Linked DNA regions of Rattus norvegicus: regions 1, 3 and 4 are each linked to region 2. A link is a contact called in public Hi-C data. All regions are on one chromosome and are shown on one strand. Each heading gives the region's core, a stretch centred on a gene start, on an enhancer-like site or on the middle of the called end of the contact. The rest is flanking DNA. Distances are from core to core; before and after follow the strand shown. Region 1 overlaps Rpl12-ps2 (ribosomal protein L12, pseudogene 2). Region 2 holds the start of Tsc22d2 (TSC22 domain family, member 2). Region 3 holds the start of Erich6 (glutamate-rich 6). Region 4 overlaps Rpl12-ps2 (ribosomal protein L12, pseudogene 2).

Region 1 (4,214 bases), core at 272-2,771, 200 kb before region 2:
CAGTCCCCAGTTGCTCATTCGAGAGGTTCTGAATCCATTGCAGTTCCCCACTGGGCTTAGTGAGCTGCAGACACACAAATCAAATCAGCGGGAGGGAGGAGGGAACCAGCCCCATCCAGCATTATGTATTTTTCATGAGAGGTAGATCATTAGCAGTGGTGAGTTCTTGCTCTGATGTGTCTTCCTTTCCCTGGTGCCCCGGTATTTTCTTCCTCTTCTCCTGCGTACCCCTCTGTTTTACATTCTGGTTTTATCAGTTCCCTTTCTCACTAATATACTTTAACAGTTTCAACATGATGTGTGCCGCTGAACAGTTTCTTATGTGCTTGGGTCTCTGTCCCCTTTTATCACCTGGCATTGCTCTCTTCCCTAGCTGATGTATGCCTCGCTGTCACATTACATTTGATACATGGCACATATTTTCACAGATTTATGATTTCAATTCCTAATGCATAAGATGACAGGCTCATATCCTGTTTTACCACAGTGTGTTGATTCTCCCCAAAGATTTAGTTTTACTGTCCATTGGAATCCCTGTCATTTCTTTTCATGCCTGCGAATACAAACCAAATAATTTACTTGGACCAGTTCTCTGTCATGTCATGTGAATTCTGTGGCACTTTCCTCCCAAATGATGGAATGGAAATGATTCATCCACCCATCTCATTCCTCAACTCAGCTTTCTCGCCTCTGGTTAAAATTAGGAAGAGGTTTAAATACAACGGACATTTTTGACGATGTGTGTAATGAGAGGGACATGCATACAAGGATGTCAGCAAGAGTTGTTCTATAAAAAGCACCAAAATAAATTATAATTTTCACTACAATTTAATTTCGTACAGAGAGTAAACATCTGGAAGTTGTCTTGGTAATCAGTTTGAATTTTTATGGTCAATCAGAGGCCTACAGGATGTCGTAGAGTTTAGAGAGAGCAGTTGTAATGTTCTACACGCTGTTCTTTGTTTCGATCATCTTTAAGAAATCTTAGAAGTCAAGGCAGTCATGAAATGGGAAAATTCCCACTTTATATCTTTACATATCTCTCCAGGGACAGCAGCATGGCTGGAGAATGGAATCTAGTATTGTAGGGGGCTTTTGCTTTGCTTTGTTTTGTTTTAAAAAAACCAATTTATTTGTGAAAGTTAAGAAGCAGTAAGGGTCTTAAGTTGGGCAGGTAACTGGGAAAACAATAAAACTCAAAAACTACCCAAGCATGAAATTCGCTTGAACCAGGAATGCTTTGAACAGTAAGTTCTCCGTGAGCATAGACTGTGGATGATGACATCTCAAAAGTGCTTTTTAAATTACAGCCCATAATAGGAAACTTGATCACACAAAATTAGCCAAACCAACCTCTTACTGTCTTAAAATAACAGCTTAAACCTCTACCCAATAGGACCCAAATAGCAGCCTGCATCTCACCCCCATAATAGCTTGGCTTGAGCCCAAGAACTAATACATACATGACACTCAGAACTGCATTCCAAATAAATAAAAAAGGAAGTGGCATTCACTGTCTCCAGAGAGCTCTCACAGAACAGTAAGCCTCCCGGGTGAGGTTGGCACTTAACTGTGCTCCAGGGTGAGAAGTGTTGAGTGACCACACCCTTCCCTGGGATCCAGGCTCTCAGTTGCAGCCTCAGCCGATGCTTCCCAAGTGCTTTGTTCTGTCTTCCATTCTGAGAGGAACTGGCAGTCTTTGTTCTGAAAGCTGAAGGAAGATTCACAGGGCTGACCTGCTGAGACTGGAAAATCACCACAAGAGAAATACAAGTTGTTTTATTTAGGTATTTAGATTGGTTTTGTTCTTGTTGTTGTTAGTTTGTTTCAGTTCATGGATGAATCAAATGGATAAAATAAAAAAAATACTGGAGGTGGGAGATTAGTAAGAGCCCCATTAAAGGAGTGGGGGAGAACTATGTTCTAGTGTCTTTGGTACAGGAAGACCCTCTGTAGGTTACCAAAAAGAAAGAGAGAAGTACAAACCCAGTCACATCCTTTGACCTACAATTTGCCTGCATTCCATATATGGCAGGGCAATGGCAGTCTAGAACTTGTGGGGGTGGTCAACCAATATCCGATTTTACTTAACGCCAGTTCTGTGAAGTGGAACCTGAATCTGACACAGCTTGACTAACCAAGAACCAGAGACTAGTTATTCTAGAGATGTAGTTTAAAACCAAACACTAGTAGGAGGGAGGGAGGGAGGGATGGAGGGAGAGAGAGAGAAAGAGAAAGAGAGAGAGAGAGAGAGAGAGAGAGAGAGAGAGAGACTCATAGATAAATAGCTTATCCAGCCATCAGAGAAACTTCCTTCAGCAACAGATGGGAACAGATGTAGAAACCAACAGCCAGACATTATGCACAGAGAGATTCTAAAACAGAGGTATCCACAAAATCCCTCCTCTCAAAGTTCAGGGAATCTTGTGGAAGAAGGAGGAGGAGGAGGTGGAGGAGGGGGAGGGGGAGCAGAGGGAGAGGGAGGAGGAGGATGAGGAGAAGGAGGAGGAGAGGGAGAGGGAGAGGGAGAGGGAGAGGAGGGAGAGGGAGAGGGGGGGAGGGAGAGGGAGAGGGGGAGAGGGAGAGGGAGAGGAGGGAGAGGGAGAGGGAGAGGGGGAGAGGGAGAGGGAGAGGAGGGAGAGGGAGAGGGAGAGGAGGGAGAGGGAGAGGGAGAGGGAGAGAGGTGGGAGAGGGAGAAGAAGAAGGAGGGGGAGAGGGAGAAGAAGAAGGAGGGGGAGAGGGAGGAGGAGGAGGAGGAGGAAGAAGAAGAAGAGGAAGAGGAAGAGGAAGAAGGAGAAGGAGAAGAAGAAGACTGTAAGAGTCAGAGGATGGAGGACACCAGGAGATCAAGGCTCTCTGAATCAACTAAGCAAGGCACATGTGAACACAGAGACTGATGCAGTAAGCACAGGCTCTACACAGTCTGAACCATGTTCTCTGTGCATGTACTGTAGCTTTAGCTTAGTACTTTCATGGGAATCCTGACTGTGAACGAGTAGATCTCTGGCTCTTGGGCCTTCTGTTGAGGTTCTTTGTCTTCTACTGGGGTGCCTGGTTCAACCTTGATGTGATGTTTTGGGTTTTATCTTATTATATTTTATTTTGTCATGTTTGGTTTTTATCTCTTTTTAAAAGGAGTGAGGAGGAGGAGAAGGAGGAGGAGGAGGAAGGGAGGGAGAGAGAGAGAGAGAGAGAGAGAGAGAGAGAGAGAGAGAGAGAGAGAGAGAGAACAATTGAAAGAAAAATAATGCAAGTCCCGGAGGAAAGGCCATAGCAAGGTTAAATCAGATTGTTGTGGGCCTGGGAAACATTCACCTCCATGGTATCTTCACACCCAGCCTATTTTTAAAATTAGATCTTACAAATGCATTGGAATGACTGAATATATGAATTAAAACACTTTCACATTGAAAGTCCATCTCTTGGCTTCTGCCTGACTTCAGTTTCAAAAGAAATGGGCCTGGGCATGAGAGGGTATACCTATAGTCTCTGCACTCTGGCAGCCTGAGGCAAGAGGAGCTTGAGTCCCAAGACATATATAGTGAGACAGCATGCTCAGGTAACTATATAGTGAGACAGCACCAAAACTTTTTTCTTTTTTTTTTATTTATTTTTTTTTTATTAACTTGAGTATTTCTTATATACATTTCGAGTGTTATTCCCTTTCCCGGTTTTCAGGCAAACATCCCCCTCCCCCACTCCCCTTCCTTATGGGTGTTCCCCTCCCAACCCTCCCCCCATTGCCACCCTCCCCCCACAGTCTAGTTCACTGGGGGTTCAGTCTTAGCAGGACCCAGGGCTTCCCCTTCCACTGGTGCTCTTACTAGGATATTCATTGCTACCTATGGGGTCAGAGTCCAGGGTCAGTCCATGTATAGTCTTTAGGTAGTGGCTTAGTCCCTGGAAGCTCTGGTTGCTTGGCATTGTTGTTCATATGGTGTCTCGAGCCCCTTCAAGCTCTTCCAGTTCTTTCTCTGATTCCTTCAACGGGGGTCCTATTCTCAGTTCAGTGGTTTGCTGCTGGCATTCGCCTCTGTATTTGCTGTATTCTGGCTGTGTCTCTTAGGAGCGATCTACATCCGGCTCCTGTCGGTCTGCACTTCTTTGCTTCATCAATCTTGTCTAATTGGGTGGCTGTATATGTATGGGCCACATGTGGGGCAGGCTCTGAATGGGTGTTCCTTCAGTCTCTGTTCTAATCTTTGCCTCCCTCT
Region 2 (4,452 bases), core at 644-3,143:
GGAAGCTCACTCTAAGTTCAAGGCCACTTTGGTTTAAGTAAGTAGCCTAGGCTACAACAGGTCTCTCTCCCTCTTTTTTTTTTTTTTTTTTCAAATGGACTCTTGGTTTTGATTAGGAAGTAGCTACCAGATGGAAAATTCAGTGGCACTTTCAGAGCTGCTGTCTGACTTAGTCCTGGAAGAAAGAGGTATTTTATTGTGCATGATGCAAACCAAGTAACAACAAGGCCTTAGCACAATCAAAAGAGCTCCACTTATTTAACACCATAGGCTCTTCAACTTTGGAACCTATAAGCAGATTTCACGTTCAACGTCTCAAAAGTTAAATGAACTCTTGCAGGCTTGAATCACAGCAAATCCTGGGAAATTTGGAATATGTTACTAACTCCTAATCTTTTTCGAAACCCGACTTTACTCTGGGCAAGTAATCATCCCTAACGCTGTTGTTGAAAACAGAATTTCTGTCTGAAAGATCATCTTTCTAATTCAGTCTGGCTTGCTGTTCTGTGTTTGTCACCCTCGTTTCTCTTAAATCTCACTTCTCCGACTATCATATTTTCAGGGCTTTTTAACGCGACTCGCTTTCTCCAGACATACATCTCTTCTGCAGCTGGATCGCCCTACTTTTCTCCCCTATCACCCGGGTTCCACTAAGACTCTGTTAAACGTTAGACCCAGCACATGACCTCGGGTCATCCAGGATTTCCACACGCCGGCACTAAACCGTGCGACGTTCCAGGATTGCAAATAAAAACCGTCCTCTGGCGTCTCAACTCCTAATGAACCTGCAGCGTAAAATTTAAATTTGAAAAAATTTTAAATAAAGAACCCGCTCCCTTTTCTCTGCCCTTTGGCCCCGCCCACGAACCCCCCTCAAGCCTCCACGAGAAGCTGCAGGAAACCGGAGGGGGCGGGGCGGTGACGTCACGACGCCGACGCGTCACGGAACGGCGGCGGCTGCGGCGCTGGCGGTGGCTGCGGCAGCGGCGGCATTTTAGTCTGCGGCGGCAGCGGCTGCGGGGCTGCTGCTCCTCCCAGCATCCCTGGCGCGGCCATTTCAGCCCCATCTTGGCCGAGTGGAGGGAGCTGCAGCCGCTGCTTCAGCAGTTTGAATTTCAGTTTTTCCGGAGTCTACGAACCGGCCGCGCCGAGGAGAAGCGGAAGACGCCTCCACCGGTCCCCCTCACGCCGCCGAGCGCCTCCGCACGCTTGCCGTTCCTTCAGCCGCCGCCGCCCCTCACGCGCCTCAGAGCCGCGAGGAGGCCGGGCCCGCCGCAGCGGGTGGCTCCCTGAGGGAGGCCAGACTGCCGGCCTTCCCCGCCCCCGAGCGGGCTTCCGCCGCCACCGCCGGCATGGCCCCGGGACTGCGCTCGGGCTAGAGCCCGGGACGGAGGGCTGCCTCCCGCCGCGGACCTCCAGCCCCGTCAGGAAGCGCCGGTCCCGGCCTCGCCGCTCCGCCTTCTTCCTCCGCGTCGCCGCGCGGGAGCAGCCGCGGGACCCGGCCAAAAGAGCCCGAGCGGGGCAGAACCGCCCCTCACGCCGCCGCCGCCGCCTCCTGCGCCCTGCGCTCCACCCCCAGCCGGGCCTGCTGACCGCGCCGAGCGCCGGGCTGGACTGACCGCGGCGGCTGAGCTGTGCGAGCAGCCGGCCCGCCCCTGAACCACGCTCGGACCGTCACTGACGGGTTGAATTGAGGCACCACTGCCGCGGGAGGTGAGAAGGAAGGAGGAGGATGTCGCGCCTAGACGCCGGCGCCCAGAGCAGCCCGTGACTTGCGGCGTGGGCCGTAGACCCAGGCGCGAACTCGGACTTTGTCTTTGGGGGCCCGTGCTCGGCCCTTCTCGGTTTCCGGTGGGGTCCCAGAGGAGCCTCTGTCCTCCAGCCTTTTCCACCATGTCCAAGATGCCGGCCAAGAAGAAGAGCTGCTTCCAGATCACCAGTGTCACCACGGCCCAGGTGGCCACTAGCATCACCGAGGACACCGAGAGCCTGGACGACCCGGACGAGTCGCGCACGGAGGACGTGTCCTCCGAGATCTTCGACGTTTCTCGGGCCACGGATTACGGCCCAGAGGAGGTGTGCGAGCGCAGCTCCTCGGAAGAGACGCTCAACAATGTCGGGGATGCGGAAACTCCCGGGACTGTGTCCCCGAACCTCATCCTAGATGGGCAGCTGGCAGCCGCTTCAGCTGTGCCCGCCAACGGAGGCGGCGGCGTGCCGGCCCGGAGCGTGGCAGGGGCACTCTCCCAGACCCTGGCGGCGGTTGCCACTTCAGTGTCTGCTCCTGGGCCAAGTAGTGCAACTCCATCTCAGCCCCCTGCCACTTGTAGTTCCCGTTTCCGCGTGATCAAACTAGACCACGGGAGCGGAGAGCCGTATCGGCGCGGCCGATGGACGTGTATGGAATACTACGAGCGGGATTCAGATAGTAGCGTCCTCAGTAGGTCCGGGGATTGCATTAGACACAGCAATACTTTGGAGCAGACTGCAGAGCGGGACAGCGGCTTGGGCGCCACCGGAGGGTCGGTGGTGGTGGTGGTGGCCTCCATGCAGGGGGCGCACGGGCTGGACTCGGGAACTGACAGCTCCTTGACTGCTGTGTCACAGCTACCCCCGTCGGAGAAAATGAGCCAGCCCACTCTCGCCCAGCCGCAGAGTTTCAGCGTTGGGCAGCCACAGCCTCCACCGCCCGTAGGTGGGGCTGTGGCTCCAAGTTCGGTGTCGCTGCCGCTGTTCCCCGGAGCAGCGACCGGGTCGCAGCCAATGACGGCAGCCACTCAGCCAACTCAGCTCCAGGGAGCCGTAGCCGGCGGCGCCCTCCCCGGGCCTGTTGGCCAGGGGCTGCCGCCGCCGCCGAATGTCAACCTGGCACAGCCTGTGGCCCTGACAGCTCAGCCTGGCCCGGCGGTCGGCTCCTCGTTGTCACAGCAGTTCGCCTATCCCCAGCCTCCGATACCACCCGGGCATTTGTTGCCGGTCCAGCCATCGGGCCAGAGTGAGTACCTGCCGCCGCACGTGGCCCTGCAGCCACCAAGCCCTGCGCAGCCCTTGTCTACCAGCGCTAGCGCGACCTCTGCTTCAGCGGCCAGCTTTCCTCTGGGATCTGGCCAGAGCGTTTCTTCCTTGGGTGCCCAGATGATGGGCGCCTCTGCCCAGCCCAGTGAAGTCGTGGCCCCGGGTCCGGTTCCCGTGGGCCAGGCCGCTCCTTGTCAGCCGGCCGGAGTGGCCCCAGCTGCTATAGGAGGCGTGGTGCAGCCTGGCTCTGGGCTGACCGGGGTTGGGCAGCCCCAGTCCGTGCAGCCTCCGCCACATATGGGTGGCAGTGTTCAGCTGTCAGCCGTGCCTGGTGGTCCTCACACCGTGGTGCCCGGAGTTCCAAACGTGCCTGCAGCGGTACCCGTTCCAAGCGTGCCTGTTGTGCCCACCACTTCTGTTACTATGCCAAATGTACCCGCGCCTCTGGGCCAGTCTCAGCAGCTGAGCGGCCATACGCCAGTCAGCCGGAGCAGCAGCGTCATCCAGCAAGTTGGTCCACCCTTAGCGCAAGGCACACACAGTGCACCAACAAGTCTACCACAGTCTGATCTAAGCCAGTTTCAGACTCAGACCCAGTCTTTAGTCAGGCAAATTGACGATACTAGAAGAAAATCAGAACCCCTACCTCAAGCACCACTTTCTCTCATTGCTGAAAATAAGCCTGTTGTGAAGCCTCCAGTTGCAGATGCCCTGGCAAACCCTCTTCAATTAACACCTATGAACAGTCTGGCCACCTCTGTATTCAGCATAGCTATTCCTGTTGATGGTGATGAAGACAGGTAGGTAAATTTTTATTTTGAACATCTGGTAGAGTTGCTTGCCCAAATAGATGCAGTTTTGGGAGTGAGTTTGTTTGTTTCCACTTAAGGTCTTTATTTTTAAAACTTAAGTTTGGTAAAAATCAATTCAAAGTTTGGGAGTAAGGAGACAAAAGTCACGGGATTTTTGTTGTTGTTGTTTTGTTTTTGTTTTCTTTTTAAGAAATTAAATGGATAGTGGTTCAACGCCGTTGGTATATTTATTTCAGCTTAACAGTTTAAAGATGAGAGCTGGTATTGCCCCCACCCTTAGTAAGAGAGTCCCTTTCTAAGGTAGTAATTACTTTTGAGTGCTTATTGCAGTTTTGCCTGAGTTAGTTTTGAAACTCTTTAAGACAGAAAACCAGAGAGCCTTTTCCTGGGGGCAGGGAAGGAATGGAATAGAAGCAGTCTCCATCAGTGAATTGGGCAGACTGGAAAGAACGATAAAATGTGGTGAAGTCTAGCTTTGACTACCCCTAAGTCAGTCTTTAATAGAAGGGAGTCGTGAGAGTTCCCAGTAACTTTTCAAACTTTTCAAAGTTTAAGCAAAATAGGAAAAAGAAAAAGTACTGGAAGATGGATGTTCTATCAGTCTTTAGTGAAGGGAGGTGTGAAA
Region 3 (4,881 bases), core at 2,240-4,739, 230 kb after region 2:
GGCATCTCTCCAGATCTAGTAGTTTTATTTCTAAAGGAAAGGAAAGAATGGCTTGTTAATGTGGTTGCTGAAAAATGGTCATATACCTGGGCAGTTTTCCCCTTGAATGAGAAACAGAGAATATAGTTGCTGACTCAACAAGCTCTAGGAAAGAAAGACTGGAAAGGAGAAAGTTAGGGTGGAAGGAAGGTGAGAGAGAGAGAGAGAGAGAGAGAGAGAGAGAGAGAGAGAGAGAGAGAGAGGAGGGAGGAAGGGAAGGAGGGGGAGCAGATAGATTGATTGAGCATTCCACCGTAAAGAATTTTAACTACAAAATATAGCATCCTTTTCTTAACTTCACTAATGGTGGGGTCACAGGCTAATGAGAATGCTAGCTGTGATATTCTCCCTCATCTGCCCAGGGTTCCTGTAAGCTCTCCTACCTTAGAAAAGTGAAGTACTCACTCACTGTAGGAAGGTCTCATTTCAGCTGCCTGCCAGTCATTCATTTATAAATGTCAACAGATAACTAAGGACTGTCATTACTTAAAAATAACTGATATCAGAGAAGAAAGAGATCATGGAAAAAGGAATAAAAGTACATTAGCATGACATATTAATATATTATCAGGCCTTCAAAGACAGTAAAGAACAGTCAGAAAGCACTCTGAACAGCGATAACCACTGGTTCTCAGAAAGACAACCATGAATCGCAGAATAAAAATGTCCATGCACATGCCATACACCAACGTTTAAACATCAAAAATCTTGAAGAGACTGAAAATATAAAAAGGAAGGACGGAGAATCCTACCCAACAGGCACAGTGCACATTCTGAAGGGAGGAAGAGAGACAACAGGAAGGAAATGAAAACCAGAAGGGAATTAGACTGATCACCAAGCCTGGATCCTGGAAAGCAAAGAGGCAGTGTCTTCAGAGCTCGGAAGGACGACGCTTGAAATCACATTCCGTGACGCCAGGCTGTGTTAGTAATAGCGTAGGTAAGAGCTCAGGGGTGAAATGGACACATTTCCAGGCAGACAAGAGTTTATAGAGATTTGAGTACTCAAACTACATGAAAAAAAATGTGCCTAAAGAATTTCCTCAGCAAAGGTGATAAGCTGGGAATCAATGGACTGCAGCTTCTGACTCAGCCCAGAAAGAGTGAAGGCAACGGAACTCAACTGAATGGGACGTCTTTTTTCAGACAAGAGGATTTGCTAACATCAGATTTCATGCTCTCGGCCTTGGACCTAATATATTGGCTTCTCAGCATGCACTTGAGTGTGTTTATTACCTTTCAACTTTTAAATGCAAATTGTTCCTGAAGCACTACTGATCGATTGTAGCTAACAAAACAATACACATTATAAAAGTAGTATAATATAAAAACTGCAAAGTAATATAATTTCATATGAACGTGTAGCTAATGTAATTTGGAAGCACTCCTCTCTCTATATTTATAATTTGTTGTTAATTAAAAAAAAACTAAATGAGAAGAGATAGAAGAAAGCAGTAGTGGATGTAGTATTAATATTTTATAAATCGTCACTAATGCTGACAAACCAAAAAGTAGAGGTTTAAATTTTTTACAATTCAGAATCCTAGGAAATTAAAAGTAATATAAATATCAAAAAAAGAAAAAAGAAAAGAAAAAATGGAAAGGAAGCCCAGACTTAAGCCAGAATTTGATAAATCGACTGAAAATGTTCTTTAAAATTATAGTTGAAGGGGTAGACAGGTAGCTTAACTGGTAATGTGCTTGCCTTGCAAACACAAGGCTGTGAGTTCCAACCCCAGAACACATCTAAAAAGGCTGGTGGTAAAGATGGATGGGCCCCTGGGTCTTGCTAGCCAGCTAGCCTAACTTAGTGGCTGATATCAGGCCAATCAAACACCACCTAAAGATGATACCTCAGGTGATCACTGGCCTATGCATTAACACAGACACATGGAAACATGTATCTCACACCCATACACTCAGGAGGACATATGAGTGGAGGTGCCTGTTGAAACCAGAGGCTTTAGATCCTGCGGGAGCCTGTAGCTGGAGTTACAGGCAGTTGTGTGATGCCTCAGGTGGGCGCTGGAAACTCAACTCCATCTACTCCTTAACTAAAGAGCTCTCTTCCACTCCCACTACTTATTATTGTCTGCACAGCATGCGTTTACTTTGGATCACGTTGATAAGCAGACACATCAAACATACAATTGGGTAATAAGGTGGAGACAGGAACGTCATCTCTATCTCTTACAAAGTGCCTACTAGTGTAAGGGGTTTCGTTTGTTTGTTTTTACGTTTCATGATTCATGCTATGTAAGATAGAGTGGCCCGAAATTTGGGGTCCTCTTACCACCGCCTCTAGAATGTTGGGATTACAGCAAGTCCTAGCATGCTTGGGAAAACCAAAACTAAAACCAACACTTTTGAGTAAGCAAGTTGTAAGTTCCTAGGATTATTTATAACAAGTCTATCTAAAAAGGTAAACAATTATTTGCTTTAAAAAATACTGACAATTGAAAACATTTTCTTACCTATCTACAGTCACTTCAGACAAGTCTTTCTTAAATGTTTGAAATATTTTGGGATAGCCTGTCAAATGAAACATTAAACAGTTTAGCCACTTCATGCCACAGTTTCTCCAAGGCAAGTTTTGTTCCCAGAGAACATTTGGTGAGGGCTGTACCAGCGTGGTTGTCACAGGGCTGTGTGTATGATTTGTGTACGCTGATAAACAAAATATCCTAGAATGCACAAGGACACCATCCTTTCCCCCAACAGTAAAGATACGCCGCCCACAGTAAAATGTGAACTTTGAGTTCAAGAAGCTCGTTCTAAATGCTCTGCTTCCCTTTAAAATAAGACAGAGATCCCAGCAAGGAAGTTCATTCAGTGCACAGGAGAGAGCGGCCGGCCGTGTTATAGCAGAACTGCTTCAGTAAGTAGTTCAGCACCCCACAGGCAGTAGTGCCCCAGGATGACCACAACTTCCACCTTTCACTTTTGCTGAAGGATTTCCTTTACATCCTACACTAGGAGCTGTCATAGCAGTTAGCCAAGACTTGATAGTGTAAGAGCAGTGGGGGAGGGGGAAGCACAGGCCGCCTTTCAGGCCAGGATCCCAAGGGAGGAGAAGCCCAACGCTACTTTTGTGGGCCGAGATGCTGGAAGCAGGAGAACCGTCGCTGCGTGGCGCTGGCAGCTCTTCTTCGCTCCATGAGGGACTGGACAACGGGCTGGGCGGGGGCGTAGAGCTCAGGCTGGGGCTGGACACACTAGTTAGGCGGGGACGAAGTTCCACCGAGTCTTCGTCAAAGACTCCACTGAGGTCCACCGCCTTCCAGATATCATCTTCCATCAACAACTCAGGGAACTCGCTCAGGCTTGACTGCTGCTTGCTCGCCCTATCATCCCTCCTCTGAGCTCCCTGCTTCTCCTGCTTTCCCTCCTCCTCCTGCTCTCCCTGCTCCCCCTGCTCCCCCTGCTTCCCCTGCTCTCCCTGTTCCCCCTGTTCCCCCTGCTCTCCCTGTTCCCCCTGTTCCCCCTGCTCCCCCTGCTCCCCCTGCTCCCACTGTTCCCCCTGTATCCCCTGTGCCTCCCGTGCTCCCTGCTCCCCCTGCGTCCCCTGCGCCTTCTCTTCCACCATCTTCTCTTTCCCCTTCGACGCTTCATTCTGCTCTTTTAACTTTGGATTGCTCTTTCCAGGATTCTGTACACCCTGATGCCACATGTCTGCCGGCAGCCCCCGCAAAGCTCAGTGGTTGAGCGTCTGTCTCCCAGGGCAACCTACGACCTTTCGACCTTTCGGGGGTTTAAAGCCACAGGACCCCTTTAGCGCTCCCGGTGGTAGGTGGTCCCTCACTCCCCACCCAGAGCTAACCTTCTTTCTGCCTTTGCTTTCAAGGTCTCTGAGCCCCTCCCAGATGGCAAAGAAGCAACCTCCCTTTCCTTGGAGTCAGCCCTTCTCGATTTTTAAGAGGATATGGCTTCTGGGAACCAATACCCACAATGTCACTTGGCACTGAGGGAACTGTGGAATTTGATTTTTTAGTAGAAGAATGCCTTTTGGAAATTACAGTAAAATTCTGCTTATGATATTAGACACCACATTTGGTCTGTAGTTTGCTGACTTATGATTACATTATCTTATGTTTGCTGCTGCTGCTGCTGTTGTTTGGCATCCTGTATATTTTGCTGCTGAGATATTTTGGGCTACTCTAGCCCTAGTTTGGTTGATTGCTTGATCCATCCTTTTGTTTTGGAAATAGAAAACTTCTATGTTACTTTAAATTATTTTTTTGTGTACAATATTTGCACATACTAAAGATGGTATTCAGGAAAACATGGTGGGCATCTGGTTGACTCACTCATTGGATGCCCAGGGTCAGGCCCGTGAGTCACTAAGCGTGATTTCTGCTATTTCACTTGACTTCTGTTAGTCTATTTCTGGGGGGAAACTGGGAACGATGATGCCTTTAAGATATTTGTGGGTATTGATTATTATGGAATAATGGCCTATAATTTTAGACATAGTCTAAGACCACTGGGAACGCCACCGTAGGGACGTGGAGGTACTGAATTTAACTGCAGTGTGACATTTTTGGAAGGTCCTATCTGAGGATAGACTTCCCCCAAAGTGGTTTGGGAGAGGATCTAAGGAGCTGCTCATGTTTCGGGAGGCAGGGCAACTCCATGATGGAGACTATGTGGTGGCACAGTGGCCTTAACGTTTGTTTTCATTTAGACAAACACACATGGTCCCGTTTTGTGGTTGGTTCACTGAGCAATTATTTTTATGGCTGCTAATTCGACTCTATATTTATTAAGCACTCCTGTGAGCCAGGTCTCTGTTGGGTGGAGAGCCAGGACACTAGGTAAAAGCCTGCCTAAGTAGCTGTCAAA
Region 4 (4,852 bases), core at 1,272-3,771, 140 kb before region 2:
TATCATTTGAGTTGACTGGGCCTGGAGGCCCCAAGAGGTATTGTAATGTGACACGTCTCCACATCTATATGTGTGAGCACTGTGGTATACTGTCCTTTAAATCTTCTATCCCTAGTGACTCTTCTTCTCTAAGGGATCAGCAAACTTCCTGTGTTCTAAACTGATGCCCTATGACATATGTCATAACTACCAGGCTATTCCAGCATGAAAGCAACTACAAACGATGAGCCAGCAAGTCAACAGCACTGTATTTCCAGAAAGTTCTATTTATGATATGAATATTAATATTTCATATATGTCTTTTTAGCCTCTCCCCTGTTTAAAAATGTAAAACCAACTCGTAGCCTAAGGATCATCAAGAGAGGTGAACTAGAACTCCAGAACCCAAGTGGAGATTGCAGAAGACGCATACGACTTATGCTTGGTATGATGGCACATGTCTGCCATCCCAGCACGCTGGAGGCTAAGTGGATAATAAGTTTGAGGCCCAAATCGACTATAGAGCAAGTTCCAGGCCATTGCTACAAAGTGAAATTGAGCCTCAGAGAGAAAGAAATAAAATAAAATAGTTGTTGCTTGGAGACACAATAGTACCTATTTTGTTCAGCTTGTATTAAGAAATTAATAAAATATGGAAAGTATTCATGGTGAATGTAAGAACCAGTCATTGTTATGAAGATTGTTATTATTTTATGCCATGGTTTAGAAATAATTTATCATTTTCAATTATCCTAAGGGTTTCTAGGATTCATAAAAGTCTAGACAACAAAACATAACAAGATGCCAAGAAAATCAGGGTCTAATAGATTCAGAAGTTGTTTTGTCTTTTTTTTTTTAAACTGATTCATTTCAGAAAAGAATTGTTTTAAACAAAGAAAAAACAAAACTGGGCCTTTACTAAAAAATATATAAATAAAATCGCTTCTCGGCCTTTTGGCTAAGATCAAGTGTAAAATATAAATAAAAAGACAAATAAATTTTTAGATAAATATGTTCTATTTACCTTTGTAACAGCTAGATAAAATTGATATTTGCGTAAATAATATGGTAGACAAATCTGAGCTATTCCTCTTCATTGCATAGCATAAAACATAACAATTGATAAATCAGCAAAAAGTCTGATTTGTGATTGCAAAATGGGCAGGACCTGAAACCTTTGGAGTTTTGCAAGTAGATACAGTTTCATGTGGTGAGTTTCTAAAATAAGACAGCAAGTGGATGAAAGGATCAACACATGAATAAAAGCATGAACAACTGCAAATAAACTAGATTCCTGAGTAATAAATCTTGAATCTCACCGTTTGATCACCCTTATCAGGAAGAAGCCTGAGAAAATAGAAGCTCTCTGCATCCTGCCCAGAAGGTCAAGGATGCTCTGGGCGTCATTGGCTTCACATTCCAAAGAGGAGGACCCTCCACTGAGAATGCAAAGAATGGCTCGGGTCTTGATGAAGCCACTGCTGAAGGGGCAGCCTTCCCACTGGACCACAGCAAGGCAGGATTCAGGGTTTTCAAAACTGTATACACTTTGAAGTTACTCAGATGTTATCCAGAATCTTTGTTGATGTGGGCCAACTGCCCCGCATTCCATTAGGTGAGAAAAACGTCCACAAAGTTGCAGGCAAAATGTGCTACAAGTTTTAATCAAGCAACATAAGAGACACACATGGAAAAAACAGCAGAGGGCCTTGCCAAACATAATGGTGGCTGTCTCCGAGTAGCAAGATTCAAATTGACTTATTGACCTGTTTCCTTTGACTTTTTTCTTTGTTTTCCAAGTTTGCTGCTGTGTGTGTTACTTTTAAAATAGAAAAGTTATTTTTAAACAAGACTAGGTCAGGAAGAGGTTGCCAACAATAATGCGTTATTAATTAATAAAACAAATCATTTGACAGTCCTTGCTGAACAATGTCCTACCTCAGCACGTTATATCACAGTGTGGTTTTAATCTTTCATATGGGATGCAGTTAGGAGGCATCATATGTATTTTATTGTTATTAGTTCCTGTTACACTTCACTAACAAATCAAAACATGTGAAGAAAGTTGCCCATAAAATCGCATATTCACAGACAGGGAACACCCTGAAAACAATCCCAAGATCTGAACTGTAAACCCTGCTGAATTAGACTTGGACCAACTTGTTGCTCAATGAATTATTACTATCAAGCTGGAATGATTGTCACTGCTGATTAAAAACCAAAAAAAAAAAAAAAATTCTTTTCTTACACGTTTTCTACATTGAGTCACCAACGCCCGTCTGTAGTTCTGCAAACTCTCTAACAATGCTTGAATCCTGGAGCACTGCCATCTTGCCAGCTCGGATTTTCAGAATCTATCACTTTGCCCATCCACTAAAAATAGCAACAGCTTTTGGTTTAATCCACTGCTCCCTGACTTGATTTTGTGATGCATTTGCCAGTTTAGGAACATAAATTGTCAGGCAGCGTTCTTTCAACCTCCTGGCTTGGTATCGACTGACTCTTCTGTGCTTGCCTCACCTAAAGGGTTGGTTACTTGTCACCTGATCTGTTTGCTCAAAGTGCTTGACAAGTACATGCCCTCATCGTTGCTGAGTCAGGGTCTCTGAAAGCTGAGAACTTCACCTGTGAATTCCAATCCCTTAGATCTTCAAGAATGGGGACCTAACCCAGCATGGTAGCTCACACCTGTAATCCCAGAACTCAAATGACTGAGGCAGAAGGATCATCCTGAGTTCAAGACCAGTTTAGGCTACATAGATCCAGACTGACCCGGACAGCTGTATGAGACCCTGTCTCAAGACAACTGCAGCAAAAGAGTTTAAGAACTGATCCGAGAATTTAAAACCAGCCTGAGCTGCATGAGTTCTACCAAGAAGGGGGAAGAGGAGAAGGAAAAGGATGAGAAGGAAGAGGGAAAGAGAGGAGGAGGGGAAGGGGGAAAGATAAGAGCACCAGGCCAACCAAAGTGACACAGTCACTTCAAGAAAAGAGAGAGGGAGGGTAGAGGGGATGGGAGTGGCTATGTGCTGGGGTATTGTTTTGTTTCCATATTAAAATCTAATCCAAGAAGAAGGAACCTAGCCATGAATAGATCCATCTAACTCATTCCCAGTGCCTCAGTCTAGAGATACAGTTCAGTAATATACCTCTTTGCTTGCCTAACATGTACAAAAGGTACACAGTGTCCCACCAGGAAAAAAAAAGCCTGTTATGTGTGATTCCAGCACTTGGGAGACTGAAGTGGCAGCAGTCGTGAGTTCAACACTAACCTGGGCTACAGAGTGAGACAGAGACTCTTTTGCAAACAATCAAAGCAGTTGTTTTATATCTATGATCAGATGGCAGAAGCGCGGCCTGACCCCTTGGGATTTCTTTCAACTCTGCCGAACTTGGCATTTCCCCCTGTGCATTGATTGAACAAATATTTGCAAAGTGCTGCCAGCCCGAAGAGCTGTGTGCTAAGATGTTCGTGGACACCTAGTCGCCAAAGGCGACTGTGTCCTTCAATAAAGGGACCTTACCATTACACTTGCATGCTGGTTAGTTTGTGTAAATTCTTTCCCACATAAATAGTACCAAAACAATTCCATTCTGTTTCTTTAGGCTATGTATTTCGAGGAATCCTTGAATCTGCTTAATTTCTCTCTCTCTCTCTCTCTCTCTCTCTCTCTCTCTCTCTCTCTCTCTCTGTGTGTGTGTGTGTGTGTGTGTGTGTGTGTGTGTGTGTGTGTGTGTGTGTGTTTAAAGAAATAATCCTTACAGAGTTACTTTGGAAAATTCTAATTGATAAATCCTGTGTACAAAATTGAGTCCCCACTGTTCTCCCTGGGGATGCTAGGGAAGGAACCTACAGGCAACTTTCTGCATGGATAATACAATGTGGTTTGTTGATAGCAGGCAGTAACTTATTCAAGTCATGGATGAAGGGTTAAGTGCATCTATTAAGGATCCCACAGCCACTGACTATAGGTTTCTTATCCATATTAGATGTCCCTTAACCAGCAGAACATTATTGTTCCTTCTGTTTCTCCACTCAGTGACCCCTCTTCACGATATTACCACTCATCAGTTCAGGCTCCCTTAGCATTAGTTGTTCCCTGGTGTTGCTGGTAACAGTCTAATTTCCTTCTAAGACCAGCAGAGGCTATTAACTTTCTGTTCCAGAAACTCCTCCAGTGTGCAATGCTTCAAGGCAAAGAGAAGTATATTTGCAGAGGATGAGAGGAAGAGCAGCTTGGCCAGCCTCCCCCAAATCCAGCCAGGAGAATTATCATGGCCTCCAGAAAATATAAACCAGCTCCCATAATCTCAGTCCAGATGTCTTTACATCCATTTTTTTTGATCGGATACTTTAAGTAGACTCAGCCTTATCATCATGACAGATTTTCAGAGTCTCGGAAGAGCAAGGTCTATGCCTGGAAGACAGAGAAATCCCATGGTGGAGGATGCAAAAACTAGAAGCTGATTCCATAAAAGGGACTGTACAAAATGTTCACATTCTCTCTTCCCTGAAAACAGAGAACTCTTTTTAAACATAAGAATTACCATGAGTGTCAAAAAACACACCACAGACACAGATTGACCATTGAAACTAGGAGTAAAGCATGGCCATGGAGAAGTGTGAGTAGAAAACCAGGTTATAAACAATCATGTCCAAAGAGCAGCAGCTCAGTGTAGTGGAACAGAAGCCAGGAACAGCTAGCTTCCTGATGTAAGGACTTTGAAGGTGGGAACTGCGTGAAACCGAAAGGGAAGGAGGGCATGGTTATTATTGTCTAAAGTAATTCTTAATCTCCTCCCCCAGATCATAAACTAAAGGTAAATATCGTTTGGCAGCTGGATAACTGGGTGTGACAGCACAATGCCTATA

What was found. A called contact is a pair of places that touch in the nucleus more often than the background predicts.
Region 1: a Hi-C map of the A7r5 cell line shows a contact between it and region 2, with 6 times the contacts expected there. The contact joins the enhancer-like site here to the promoter of Tsc22d2 in region 2. A contact is called at or near these places in 3 of 12 Hi-C or Micro-C datasets (the A7r5 cell line, kidney and liver).
Region 3: a contact with region 2 is called in a Hi-C map of liver, with 2.6 times the contacts expected there. The contact joins the promoter of Erich6 here to the promoter of Tsc22d2 in region 2. A contact is called at or near these places in 2 of 12 Hi-C or Micro-C datasets (Schwann cells and liver).
Region 4: a contact with region 2 is called in a Hi-C map of liver, with 2.4 times the contacts expected there. The contact joins the enhancer-like site here to the promoter of Tsc22d2 in region 2. A contact is called at or near these places in 5 of 12 Hi-C or Micro-C datasets (the A7r5 cell line, the Rat2 cell line, kidney and 1 more).

Annotation. Positions count from the first base shown.
Region 1 is chr2:144,600,325-144,604,538 of GRCr8, forward strand. The region is part of intron 1 of Rpl12-ps2 (ribosomal protein L12, pseudogene 2); the gene reads right to left. Among named protein-coding and RNA genes, the nearest start is that of Kmt5al1, 160 kb to the left of the region's middle. Within about 2 kb of position 1,522, at least 3 of the 93 cell types and tissues checked have an H3K27ac peak or open chromatin away from gene starts, as enhancers often do. A contact at or near this core is called in the A7r5 cell line, where this site is marked.
Region 2 is chr2:144,795,147-144,799,598 of GRCr8, forward strand. Tsc22d2 (TSC22 domain family, member 2) reads left to right here and starts at 1,894. Exons shown (of 4, transcript NM_001191960.1): 1 at 1,894-3,815. The coding sequence starts at 1,894.
Region 3 is chr2:145,024,446-145,029,326 of GRCr8, forward strand. Erich6 (glutamate-rich 6) reads right to left here and starts at 3,490. Exons shown (of 14, transcript NM_001024300.1): 1 at 3,127-3,490; 2 at 2,514-2,571. The coding sequence starts at 3,337.
Region 4 is chr2:144,654,385-144,659,236 of GRCr8, forward strand. The region is part of intron 1 of Rpl12-ps2 (ribosomal protein L12, pseudogene 2); the gene reads right to left. It also overlaps the pseudogene LOC120101116. Among named protein-coding and RNA genes, the nearest start is that of Rpl12-ps2, 130 kb to the right of the region's middle. Within about 2 kb of position 2,522, at least 4 of the 93 cell types and tissues checked have an H3K27ac peak or open chromatin away from gene starts, as enhancers often do. A contact at or near this core is called in liver, where this site is marked.